3 separate regions of the Zea mays genome follow, and regions 2 and 3 are each linked to region 1. The links are chromatin contacts, called in public Hi-C maps. All regions are on one chromosome and are shown on one strand. Each heading gives the region's core, a stretch centred on a gene start, on an enhancer-like site or on the middle of the called end of the contact. The rest is flanking DNA. Distances are from core to core; before and after follow the strand shown.

Region 1 (4,128 bases), core at 852-3,351:
CCTTAAGCGTCGAGCCAGAGTTGGAACTCTGAATTCTGTGCCCACATGAATAGCTCCCGTCGGGTGCAGCTGCAGCTGCAGCTTGTTGAACCTTTCTTTCTAAAAAGAATGTCATTCTTGCTTTTTTAAGGGTAATCAAGCTCTAGTTATAGGTTTTGGTGATAACGACTATGATGTTAGAGAACTAATGAGATTTATGGAGCTAAATGAAAAAGAGAAAAATACATGTGATTTTTGATGCTTCAATTACTAAAGAAGGACGCGACAACTGATTAAAGGATATTTAAATTCATTTATATTTGAAATTTAAGTATAGTAAAGCCGCACTATTAAAAGGATATAATGCACATGCTTCATTATACAGGCTTCATGTGTGCAATCATACGCTCAAATGGTCTACCACAGTATTCTCAAAGCCTAGGTACAATAGTACGCCTCTTATTTTCCATACTCTTGGCTGCTTGGTTTAAGTGGCATTGATGCGACATTACTCAACCGTAAAGCTCTTTTTCTCAAGCTTTTCTTAACCTTTTCAGTTTAATTATTTGAGAGATTGAGTCTACAAACTATGCTAGCGAGCTTAAACAACCTATTCTTCAACCCTAAGCATAGCCGACGGTTATGTTCGTTAGACATTAATCACCAAAATACTTAGAAATAGTCTAAGGGCACATTTCCCTTTCAACAATGTCGTTAGGCTATCATACATAGATAACATGGTTATGACGCAACAGGTCATGATACAGACATTAATGACTATCGTAGAGAGAGAGGTATGGTTGGTTAAGATACCAGAGGATGGCCTCAATAGCGATGCATTGAAATAACGGGATACACCTGCTCCACCACCATAACATGTGTGGCAAGTGTAACACTATACGAAAATAACATGGGTATACCACGACACAGACTAGGGCCATCACCCACCAAAAGATTGGAATAATTCACATCGACTGGACATGATATCTTAGGGGATCATGACCGTAGTAAAAGTGCGAGAAACATTGATGGGTATGGCAAGATAGAGTAACTCCATAGAGGCTTGGGGCACGCCCCCGTAAAAGATGCCATGCAGATTTGTCGATGCGACATTGAGTAGTTAGGCCTACGATAGGCCATGTCCAAACGTGTGATAGAATAACATTCAATTTTAGGTCCACACAATCAACAACTAGGTAAGATAGTTTAAAGTAAAGTTCCAAGCCAAGAGAAAGGGAGGGAATAGTTAGCTTGCCTTAAATTTCCACTGATAGTAGATATTCCAATGCCTATTGTATATTGTATATATCTTTGATACATAGTCTCACCATCAGAAAGATAATATAAGGTATTACGTACTCTATGGCCCAAACCTCTATAGAGATATTTATGTTACTATGCTCATGATGGCATGAGTTGTTAGACATACTCTACGACATCAAGACTCACTCTCTACTCTCTTGATCAAATCCTCTTCAGTACCTTGTTACCTTGATGTTGTCACCATGATAAACGCTCTGGAGCACAAGAGGTCCTATGGACTTAGGCCGTGAGCGCCACGAGACACGAGTAGCTCCATAGACTTAGCTAGGACACCTCGAGTCACAGAGGATCTCGGTCTTTAATCTATCTTTACAAACTGATTTCACAAGTGCAAAAGTGTCCCCGACATCAAATTAACTCGGTCCCCTAGTGATCTTAGCGGAACATGATGGCGTAGATATTATTTTAGAGTACACAAATATTAATTTGTTGAGAAGGTTAAGCTCATGCTCTTATTGGGGCAAGGTGCATGTCCTTTAGAATCATGGTGTGAATAGCTAAGCACTGTGATAGCTTTTTATATTAAGATTTTTAAATACATCTTAGTAATAACATATAAAAACATGATCTTTCTAGCGTACTGATAATTATGTTTTTAAAATACGCTTGTAAGGCTATCTCCAGTTGCTATATTATTCTTTTCAAATGTCTTATCTTCTATTTTAAAATTTACTCTCTAATCTATAACAAAAACCATCTATTTTATACGATCTGAACAGTCTAACCATATGTACATGGAATCCTTGTACTTGTACGCACCTCCCCTCTCTCTCCTCGAACACAGACACGGATACACCATTGTACATGCTCGCTCTTCCTCTTGGAGTCTTGGGACCGCCCCCTCCCCTCTTCCGAGGTCCGAGCCTGATCCCTCCTTCCTTCCGTCAGCGCACATCTCTAGGGTTTTAGCGCCCCATTTCCGCAACGCCATTCCCGATCGGATCGCCCCCTTCCCACCCGCCGCCGACCAGATCCCGGCGCGAGTGCTACCCAACCCTCCGGCGCCGCCACCCTTAGTCTCAGAGGGTCGGTCTCCACCGAAAGCTTCGCACAAATCCCCTCCGTTTGTCGGTGCCATTTGTTGCAAAGATTGTGTTTTCCTCCTCATCCGTGCCTCGCGTTCCATTTCTGCCGTCCCCGAAAATGCCACCGCTTTGTTGAGATCTCTCGTTTCTCGATCTGATCTCGCCTCGGTATGGCGTGAGAGTTCCTAGGGGAGGGCAAAATCGTCGGAGTTGAGATTCTTGCGTCCATTTGCTAGTCTCAATACCGAGCATCCGATCTCGAACAGTGAGACAAAGTAGCGACCTTTGTGCCGTTCCTTGTAACTGAGCTTGCCCCCGCCTGCGTATCGGTGGGTGACGGCGAGCTCTACGGCGCTGCCCATTCCTATGAATGGACGGGAGGGAGTCCACGGTGGCGTCGGGGCCCAACTTCTCATCGTTCTACACGCAGCACCGGGGCATCGGGGCGCCGGGTGTCCCCGGCCACTCGGCGGTGCTCCATGACCCGCCGCCCGCCGGGTACCGGCAGCATCTTGATGCTGTCTCTGCTGGGTACGCATTCCAGACCCCGCAGGTTGGGGGTTCCCACATTGGACAGGGGTACCACCATGTCGAGGCCTCACCCCATGTGGCGCAATACAGCTCCGGTGGCGGCACCAGCTCCGGCGGTGATATGGACATTGGCATGGGTTCGGCTGTGTGCACCAATGTTAAGGGGGAGCTGGGGAGCGGGCCTGCCCAAGATGAGCAGGTGAAGAAGAAGCGGGGTAGGCCAAGGAAGTATAAGCCTGATGGGGCGGTGACTCTCGGGTTATCACCCTCTTCATCATTAACACCTCACTCGGCCAGCTTGGGGATGGGAACCATGATTAGTGCTCCAGGTTCTGGATTTGGGTCGGAGGGATCAGGGGCTTCAGGCTTGGGTGCGCCATCAGAGAAGCGTGGCAGGGGGCGGCCACCTGGCTCTGGAAAGATGCAACAGTTGGCTTCGCTTGGTGAGTTTCCGTGACCTTGTAATTTCATTTGCATATCCTATGCGTTATAATAATTGATTCATATGGCTTATGTATACTTTATTTGTGCTAGAATGAAATGTGCTAGGCAATTATGGGTAGGTTTCAATATCTGCAACATGTTACTTTTTGCATGCCAGTAATGCTTCTTGGGTATGTATATGATCTGACTGTGGCAGCCTTCTGGGCTGTGTTATTCACCTATTGCCCTCTGGAATGTATGTGTCATCATGGCAAATACAATACCCTCGCATTCTGTTCTGTTTATGTTTCTGTTGTATGACCTTTTCAGGATTGTACTCTGAATTTGAGTAGGTCCTGACATGTCTTTTAAGCATCTTTTTTGGTCATTTTTTAAATTGAGATGATGAATTCAAAGTTCTTGAATTTACAACATATTTATATTGTCAGCTGTCTCTATTATGTAAAGCAAGCAGTTGATCTCTTTTAGTACCTTGTCTCTTCCCAAAAGAAAAAGAAAGTAGTGGACCCTTTTCCTAGCTAGCTTTTTTTTGTTCTTTTGCGTTCCCTTTTTTATATCCACGAACTGTTGATTTTGTATCTTTGTCGTCTGATGAAATTCTATTGTCTCGTTTAGGAAAGTGGTTTCTTGGCTCTGTTGGAACTGGTTTTACTCCTCATGTGATTATTATTCAGCCAGGAGAGGTAAGTTCGAATGAACACTAACTGATGATTCATTTCCAAAAGGGTTGTTTGCACTTTGCACCCAGTGTTGATTTATGCATGATTGCTATGTGGGAGTGGGACTTGTTTGCATAGTGGCACGAGTGATGGGTGGTGATGGTTTG
Region 2 (4,128 bases), core at 964-3,463, 440 kb before region 1:
TTCACTCACTGTCATATTGCCTTGCTTGAGTGATAAGAATTCCTTCTTCTTTATTTTCATTAGGCCAACAGGAATATGATAGTTTCTGAATTGTGTGGAAAATTCTACCCAGGTAATAGTGTTGGCAGCAGCATGGGCAACACAGTAGGAGTCCCACCAATCAGCAACGGGTCAATGAGACGACCCGATGCATAGAGCACCTTCTCTCGATCAATACATTGATCAATATTGAGCATCTTTTCCACTGACTTCATCCAATCATAAGCATGTAGAGGATCTCAAGAGCTGGAGAATGTGGGCGGCTTGTGACTCATGAATTCTCGGTGCTTGTCTTGGGGTGGAGTTGGTGCTGGTGGTGGAGGTAGTGGTGGTTGTTGCTACCGTTCCTTTCGCATTTCTTGTCGCTATAAAACCATGGCTGCTAGGGATCGACTCGTCGCGCGTCAATACGTGTAAGGCATCGTCGGACCAAGAGAAACAAGGAAGAACACTACCGCCGTGGAAATCGAGCTGTGCAGCGCCACTGCCCCCGGGTGGGGTATCTAGAGCATTGTCGGGCCACGGCGGAAGGGTATACACACTTGCTTCAGGAAAACATCAACCGAAGCTCAGGGAATCCGTTCACCGGAGTATACCTCCATGGCCGCGCCGTGGCTAGCATTGTAGTCGGCGTAATCCCTGGTAAAAATACATCCCCTAGCTTCGCAATCCTCTCTTACACACGTAGAAAACCTTGTCTGGCCGATTTTGGGCTAGAATCGCTAGTTATCCACGCGCTGGCCATGGCGCCGCCGCATGCATGCTCTGCGCCGCCGGTGTTCGGCGTCGGTTTTGGGTAGGGAGCGGACTATCGTTGATCCTCGGATGGGTGGCCACGATTAGATCGGTGTCGTACCCCTTCGTGGTCGGATCCATGTCGTCCGATCCAAATTAGTCGGATGGGAAGCAACCTAGCATTTTAAAATCTGGGGCATAGATCTCTGATCCAATAGCCCATATAATGTACCGGTTCAATCTAATCTAAACTATTGAAGTAGGATCTTGTAACACCCAAAATCCTAAGCATGTGATATAAGGAAATCAGTTAGACAAAAAAATAATCAAATTAAAGCACTCCTGATAAATAATTACACTTTAGAATTCACCCCTTTCTAAAGCAAATGGTCATAATAAAATAATGTTAGCTAAATCATATTTTGATAAAGATTTAGACATTTGAAAATTTTTTCTATCAAAACAAAGGAATCATAATTTAAAATTTGAATTTGGCTTGAATATTTGAATTTGGAAAAGAAAATGAAATAGAAAAGGGAAAGAGAAGAAAAGGGAAACAATATACACTATGAAGAAGGCAAAAAACATATATAAAATAATAAAACCACTTATTCATGCTGGTATTTTTTGTGCATTTATACTATATGTGAAACTCACACCAAAATTGAATTCAAATACTAAGCTTTGGATTTGAGAAAGAATCCAAGACAAAATAAATAAAAGAAAAGAAAAACCTGGCAGAACCGACCTGTGTCGAATCCCCCTCTTGGCCCAACTCCAGTCCGCGCAAATCAATCCTCGCGGCCCAACTCCTACCTCGCGCCAACCAGTGCCGACAGGCAGGCCCGGGGTTTGGTAGTCTCTCACTCACGCGCGTGCCACTGCCCGCGGGCCACTGCGATCAGCGCTTCACATGCTGGTATGTGGGCCCCGTGAGACAGACCCTTCTCCTTCTTTGGTGTCACTTGCTCGTGGGCCATAACTGTTAGTCATTTCTCCCAGCTGGGCCCTGTTGAGCATCACCGGGTTTGGTGCCGTTGCGCACCGAGCACCGTGATATCCGCGCGGTGGCCGAACCCAGTCAACCGCCCGCTCGCCTCGGTCGCGACCGTTGTACTCTCATCCTCGGGCCGTAAAACCTGAATTCCCGCACCCCTACAGTGTAAGGATAGGGAGGCTCACTAGGTATGGCAGAGCTGGGTTTGATTTGATCGAGCTTTCGTGGGCTTGTTTATACGTACTTAAATGTGAAGCCCAATAGAAGAAAGAAAGAAAGAAGGAACAATTGGATCTATACCATTAAAAGATCCAAACTTTAGATATATACCATGGACCCCACATGTCATTGACTCATGTGAACCCACATGTAAGTGAGATAGCAATGGTATGGATCCAAAGTGGTGATCTTTTAATGGTATGGATCCAAATTTCCCAAGAAAGAAAGGACTGAAGGAAAAAGTCACCCCCGAACTGGTTACTGGTGGGAAGCGCCGCAGCTCCACCTCGTCCGGTCCGGTGTGGTGTGGTGGACTGGGTGGGTGTCTCTGGCGGTGGTCGCCGATGCTGACCCCCTCGGCCGGCATACCGCCGCCCTCCCTCTCCGCAGCTAGCAGCCCCTCCACGTCCTACTCTCTCCTCTACCTTCCCCGACGATGCCGACGCCTTCCCGTCCCCCGAGCCTCCTCCAGCTTTGCCCCCAAGCGCTCGGCGCCGGTCCCCACCACCACCCTCCCGCCCGAGGCCCCCTCCACCTCCGCCGCTGTCGAGGCGCCGGCGCCCTTCTCGGTCACGGCCCCGGGGACCTACCGGGGAGGGGAGGACCCGCTCGTCTCCAAGCTCCGCACCCAGCTCGGCGTCATCCACCCGCTCCCGGCGCCCCCCATCAGCCGCTCCGTCGTCGGCCTCTTCGCCCTCTTCTTCTTCGTCGGCGCCGCCTTCGACAAGCTCTGGACGCTGCGGAAGCGCCGTCGCGCCGAGCGCGAGCTCAAGGTCAACGGCTCCTGGCCGCAGGTGCCCACCCCGAGCTTCTCCCTCTTCCTCGAGAAGGACCTGCAGCGCAAGGAGTCCGTCGAGTGGGTCAACATGGTGCTCGGCAAGCTCTGGAAGGTCTACCGCACCGGCATCGAGAACTGGATCGTCGGCCTGCTCCAGCCCGTCATCGACAACCTCCACAAGCCCGATTACGTCAACAGGGTCGAAATCAGGCAGTTCTACCTCGGCGAGGAGCCCCTCTCCGTCAGGAACGTCGAGCGCCGCACCTCAAGGCGGGCCAACGACCTGCAGTCAGTTCCCCTTCCCCACCACTTAGTATCATAGTAATGTTGTTTATCACTACTAGTGTCTCTACTAGTATCTTCTCTTTCTCTCCAATGGATTAGCTATTGGTTCCACCCAGGTACCAGATTGGCATCCGCTATGCCGGTGGAGCACGCATGGCATTGGCACTCTACTTGAAGTTCACCAAAGTACCGGTCGTCGTGCCGGTCTGGGTTCGAGATTTTGATATCGATGGGGAGTTGTGGGTTAAACTAAGGCTCATACCAACAGAACCGTGGGTGGGAGCCGTATCTTGGGCTTTTGTGTCCCTTCCCAAGGTTAAGTTTGAGCTTTCGCTGTTCCGGCTATTCAATCTTATGGGTATACACCTCCTCCTCCAAACTGTTAGCATTTCTAGTTGCAACTAAAATTTCATCATCCCTGCTGTTGGAAACTGAGCATAGTTGGTGCCTTCTAGCTTGAATGTACTTATGAATTTGGACTATTGATTCTCTTATGCGAGATGCATGACTTTGGTAGACTGTTATATATAAACGTGTCCTTGTAAAACACCATATTACTTTGTTCTGCACGTAGGTCTGGAGCTATTTCTGGGATACTATCGGGTGTTTCAGGTTTATAAGCAGTTTTTGTAAAACACCATATACTTGTGAGCAATTGGTCATGAAACTATCACATAGGTTCCATTATTGTTACATGTCATTATGGTCACATAGTTTTTAACTATTAAATGAAATTACAACATAAAAGGTGCTTCTTATATTAAGATCAAAATAGTATCAATATCCTCCATTTCTCTAGTATTTGGATGGTTGGCGAACTCCTTGCAAAGTCAGAAACCTGTTACCCTTTACCAAAAATAAATCTCTTCCCAAATTCAAAAGCCACTCTCAATCATAATCAGCCCGTTGATAAGCCACAAATAAAATTTTTTAATTCAAATTGACTCTTTTTGGTCAACATTCAGTTTCGTGTGTAGTAGCTAGTAGGTGTTGTTATTATTTGTTTCTGATTGTGGACCTTTTCTGTTCTTTCTTTTATTGATATTTCTACAGCATCATGTGTTACAAATTTGAC
Region 3 (4,128 bases), core at 1,109-3,608, 330 kb before region 1:
TCTCACCCCTGAACAAATTGATCGCAAAAAGGCACCTTCCCTAGTCAGCATTAAAAGAACCACAACGAATGTTCAAAAGAATTTAAACCATTATAGAAAGTGGTATGAAACCGACAGGGGGTTTGGATATGTTACTGGCTTCAGCTAAAAGGAGTCCTAAATTTTGTTGTTAGATACTGACTGGTATGTGGCTACAGAACTATTCATGTAAGTGGTAGCAAAACAATACTATACATACTAGTCAAGTTGAGGATTTGATTCTGCAGAAACAAATAAAAAGTAGAGAAAATAATAAAAATCCAACCATTTTGGTGCTGCTACAGAATAGGTACAAAATTTTCAAGTCGTGGCTACAGAACTATTCATGTAAGAGTAGCAAAACAACATTATACATACTAGTCAAGTTGAGGATTTGATTCTGCAGAAACAAATAAAAAGTAAAGAAAATAATATAAATCCAACCATTTTGGTAATGCTACAGAATAGATCCAAAATTTTCAAGTCGTGGCTACAGAACTATTCATGTAAGTGGTAGCAAAACAACACCATACATTGCCAAGTTGAGGATTTGATTCTTCAGAAACAAATAAAAAGTAGAGAAAATAATATAAATCCAACCATTTTGATGATGCTACAAAAATATGTCATAGATTTTCAAGTCAGGTATTGTCGAACCCATGGCTACAAAACCATTTTGAGCAATTTACCTTGTTTGTTTCACCATTGGAGAACTGGCACCTAGTAATCGCTTGTTCTACTGTCAGTTTCTTGGGTCTTCCCCTTCCCCTCTTCTTCCCAGCAGGATTCTACAAGCAAAATAGCAATTAGTCCATTGTAGCACAAACTTGACAAGGATAAAAAAAAAATAAGTATAATGCAAATTGGGCATTTTCAGGAATATGGCGCAATATTTTTTCCAGGAGAATGGTTGCAAAAATTGTGATGGAATCAACATATATAGTAAATGACTTCCTGAAACATCAGTGACTAGGAGTAGGTCGCGTAAAAAATATTTTTAGTTCTTTATACATTCATCAATCAACTATTGCAGCGGATAGTAAGCGACATACCCCATTTGTATGGCCGTTGCTTTTACCATTGGAAATCTGCGTCCTAGTATGCAATTGGCCCGCTTCCATTTTCCTGGGTCTTCCTCCCTTCTTTACAGAATCACCTGTTTTAGCACTCTCGTGATTGGCCTGATCAATCGTAGTTTGCTCCTCATCATCATCATCATCATGCTAGCAAAACAGCAGTAAGTCAATTGATGCATAGCCTCAGCAAAAACTAACCCAGAAAAAAAAATCAGGACCACAGAAAAGGTATCTCGGGAAAAAAAACAAATCATACAAAAATACATCGTTCCTCACCGGTATTGCATTTTTTTCTGAATGAAGTATAAGAAGCAAATCGGCAGGGTGATGGTGGAATATTGTTTACCATTTAAAACAAAAAAAAACAAGAGGCAGAGGCGCAGAGCATAACTCGCTTGCCGCCCGGATAAAGGGTGAAGGGAGGAACGCCCAGAGCAGGCGTGGTCCATCGCCCGGCGAATGTGCAGAGAGGAACAAAATCTGCTCACCTCAGTATCGCTGTCGCTGCCCACGTCGAAGAACGCATTGGGCGCCGGCCTCCTCTCTCTGATCGACCTGGTCCCCGCCGCTACCCCGAGCCCTAGATCCCCGAGGCTCACCGCGGACACCGACAAGGTCTGGTCGTCGGTGCGCCGCCTCCGCCTCCCCTTGGCCTTGGGCTTAGGCGTCCTGTCCTTGTTCCTCTCATTCAAGCTACCTTCGGGACTTCCCCTCTTCCGCTTGGTTTCCTCGCCGTCTCTGGCGGCGGAGGCCGCGCCCGCATTCCCGGACTCAGCCTCGACCCCCTCCGCTTCGTCCTCCATGGATTGAGGGGTGATTGCCACGCCGCCGTCGCGTACAGTGTACACAGTGCAGGGGGGAGGGAGTGGGGGAGCGGGAATGCAGCCACATGAGTGGCCCATATCCCCGAGGCTAGCCGCGGGCACCGCCGACACCAGGTCGCCGGTGCGCCGCCTCCGCCTCCGCCTCTTATACGTGTCGAGGCTACCTTTGGGCCTCCCCCTCTTCCTCTTGGTTTCCTCGCCGCCTCCGGGCGCTGGAGGAGCCACGCCCGCGCCCGGGGCCGCGATCCCGGCCTCAGCCTCGTTCCACTCCGCCTCGTCTGCCATGGATTGGTCGGCGCTTGCCGCAGCGCCGTCGTGTAGGCGTAGGGCGGGGCGAAATGTGGGAGAGGAAATGCTGATGCCGCCGGACGAGGTTTCTGGCCGGATTTTGGCCGATCAGCTTCTAAGAGCATCTCAAGCAGCTTATATGCAGCTATAACCATATTCAAACTTATTTCTATAAACAGCTATCTATAAAATATAAAACGATATATTAGTGACGTGTAATATACAGTAGTTCACCCATATAATCACAAAAAATACATTTTGTATAGTTTTGTACTATAGATTATATTGTTTGTAGAGTATAGTTTAAATATATGTATAAATATGGATATGAATAAACTACTAGAGATGGTCAAACATCTAAACATTTCGTTTGTCCGTTTTTATGTTTTTATGATAATTGTTTATATAAATTCTGTCCAAATCAATACAGATGTGAATGTATAATAATCATTAAATTGTCGCGACCGAAGAAATCAATGTTTCTTAAATCTTAAACCTTGCAGATTTATTTGTCCTCCTCGGTATGTAAGCCTCATAATTAACAGGGTTATCTAGAAATACTAGTCATATGCCCGTACATTATATATATATATATAGTTTATCCATTAAGAGTCATGGACTCTATATAACTGTGGAGAGTCTCAGTCATCAAATCTGCAAACCCACGTCCGATCATTTTTTTATGCAAGCGAACTGATTTAGCGTAAACAAAAACTCATTTTAGCGTAAACAGAGTAACAGCCGCGAGCCCTCGATCCAGAAATAGCGGCTTAGGCCCACTTTCCACGTGGTCAACCATATATTCCTTAGTCAACACATGTTTACGCTATCCCATTCTTCCGTTTATACACAATAGAGATTTAGCGTAAATTCTTCAACCGACCCACGTTCCAGAAATCCTGGAATTGGCCCACTACCCCACTTCCCATGCGGTCAAACATTTCTATACCCTAACCCCCGCGCGGTCAACCTTCCTGGCCGACTCGCCGCGATTATTCAGGCGACGCCAGGGCGATTCGCCTTCCTCCCCTCCCGCCAGGCCGATTCCCCTTCCTTCGCCCCCACTCGCCCTCAACCCTAATCGGTGTCGTCGTTGCCAGTGTCGTGGAGCCGCCCGCCACTGACAATCCTCCGCCCACGCGTCACATTGTTCTTATACACACTCGCCGACGGTTGTCCTGCTTTCCAAGGTGCTCGAGTTCCTCTGTAATTTTTATGCATACGTTAATCTCCCCATTCGTATGCTCCATTTTCTTATGCATCGTGTGCCGTATTTGTGCGACGTTAATCTCTGCGCCGTATTCCAGGTGCCCAACTCCATCAACCTCTGTCGGATTTTCTGACCGTCAATAACAAAGAAATCACAGGTGATATATTTACGCTAAATTATTTTTTTGTTTACTGCATAAATGTTTTTTGTTTGTCGATATATGAATGCTTATTCTAGTACTATATAAATATTTATTTTGGTTTTGTTTATTTTTCTTTGTCCAAACCCATAAGATCTAGTTCAAATTTTTTGCTTTCCATCTAGCAGTTCAAACCCATCAGATCCAGTTACAATTGGTACATTTTCTTTATCATCATTGTGTGACTGCAGAAATTGTATTGTAAAAATCCAGTGACCTCTTTGGAACATCAATTTTCAAAAGAAAAAAATAATACCAAACATTGATAATAACAGTGTGGGAATTATACTAATATTTGCCCAAAAGCTTTAGCTCTGCTGGTATTTTTTGTAATCTCTACCTTTTTATATATCCTTGTTAATGCGATGGATGCAAATATTTATGACCTGAAACTGAAAACTGCATTAGGCCTTTTATTTGAACCCACCAAACCAATCTTGAAAACTGCATTGCAGTGTTCACGGCGCAGCACATTAATGTTTTCATATTATTCATTTATAAAATGTAACCAGG

What was found. A called contact is a pair of places that touch in the nucleus more often than the background predicts.
Region 2: a Hi-C map of endosperm shows a contact between it and region 1, with 2.2 times the contacts expected there. The contact joins the promoter of LOC103654090 here to the promoter of LOC100191677 in region 1. A contact is called at or near these places in 2 of 25 Hi-C or Micro-C datasets (endosperm and tassel).
Region 3: a contact with region 1 is called in a Hi-C map of endosperm, with 2.9 times the contacts expected there. The contact joins the promoter of LOC100280238 here to the promoter of LOC100191677 in region 1. A contact is called at or near these places in 2 of 25 Hi-C or Micro-C datasets (endosperm and leaf).

What each region holds. Positions count from the first base shown.
Region 1 is chr4:174,661,607-174,665,734 of Zm-B73-REFERENCE-NAM-5.0, forward strand. LOC100191677 reads left to right here and starts at 2,102. Exons shown (of 5, transcript NM_001137106.1): 1 at 2,102-3,301; 2 at 3,918-3,985. The coding sequence starts at 2,698. It overlaps LOC100274937, which reads left to right. Exons shown (of 3, transcript NM_001329108.1): 3 at 1-216.
Region 2 is chr4:174,223,749-174,227,876 of Zm-B73-REFERENCE-NAM-5.0, forward strand. It overlaps LOC103654090 (tricalbin-3), which reads left to right and starts at 2,214. Exons shown (of 8, transcript XM_008680890.4): 1 at 2,214-3,056; 2 at 3,170-3,411. The coding sequence starts at 2,335.
Region 3 is chr4:174,333,671-174,337,798 of Zm-B73-REFERENCE-NAM-5.0, forward strand. It overlaps LOC100280238 (putative jumonji-like transcription factor family protein), which reads right to left and starts at 2,359. Exons shown (of 15, transcript XM_008678926.4): 1 at 1,583-2,359; 2 at 1,071-1,241; 3 at 708-806. The coding sequence starts at 2,203.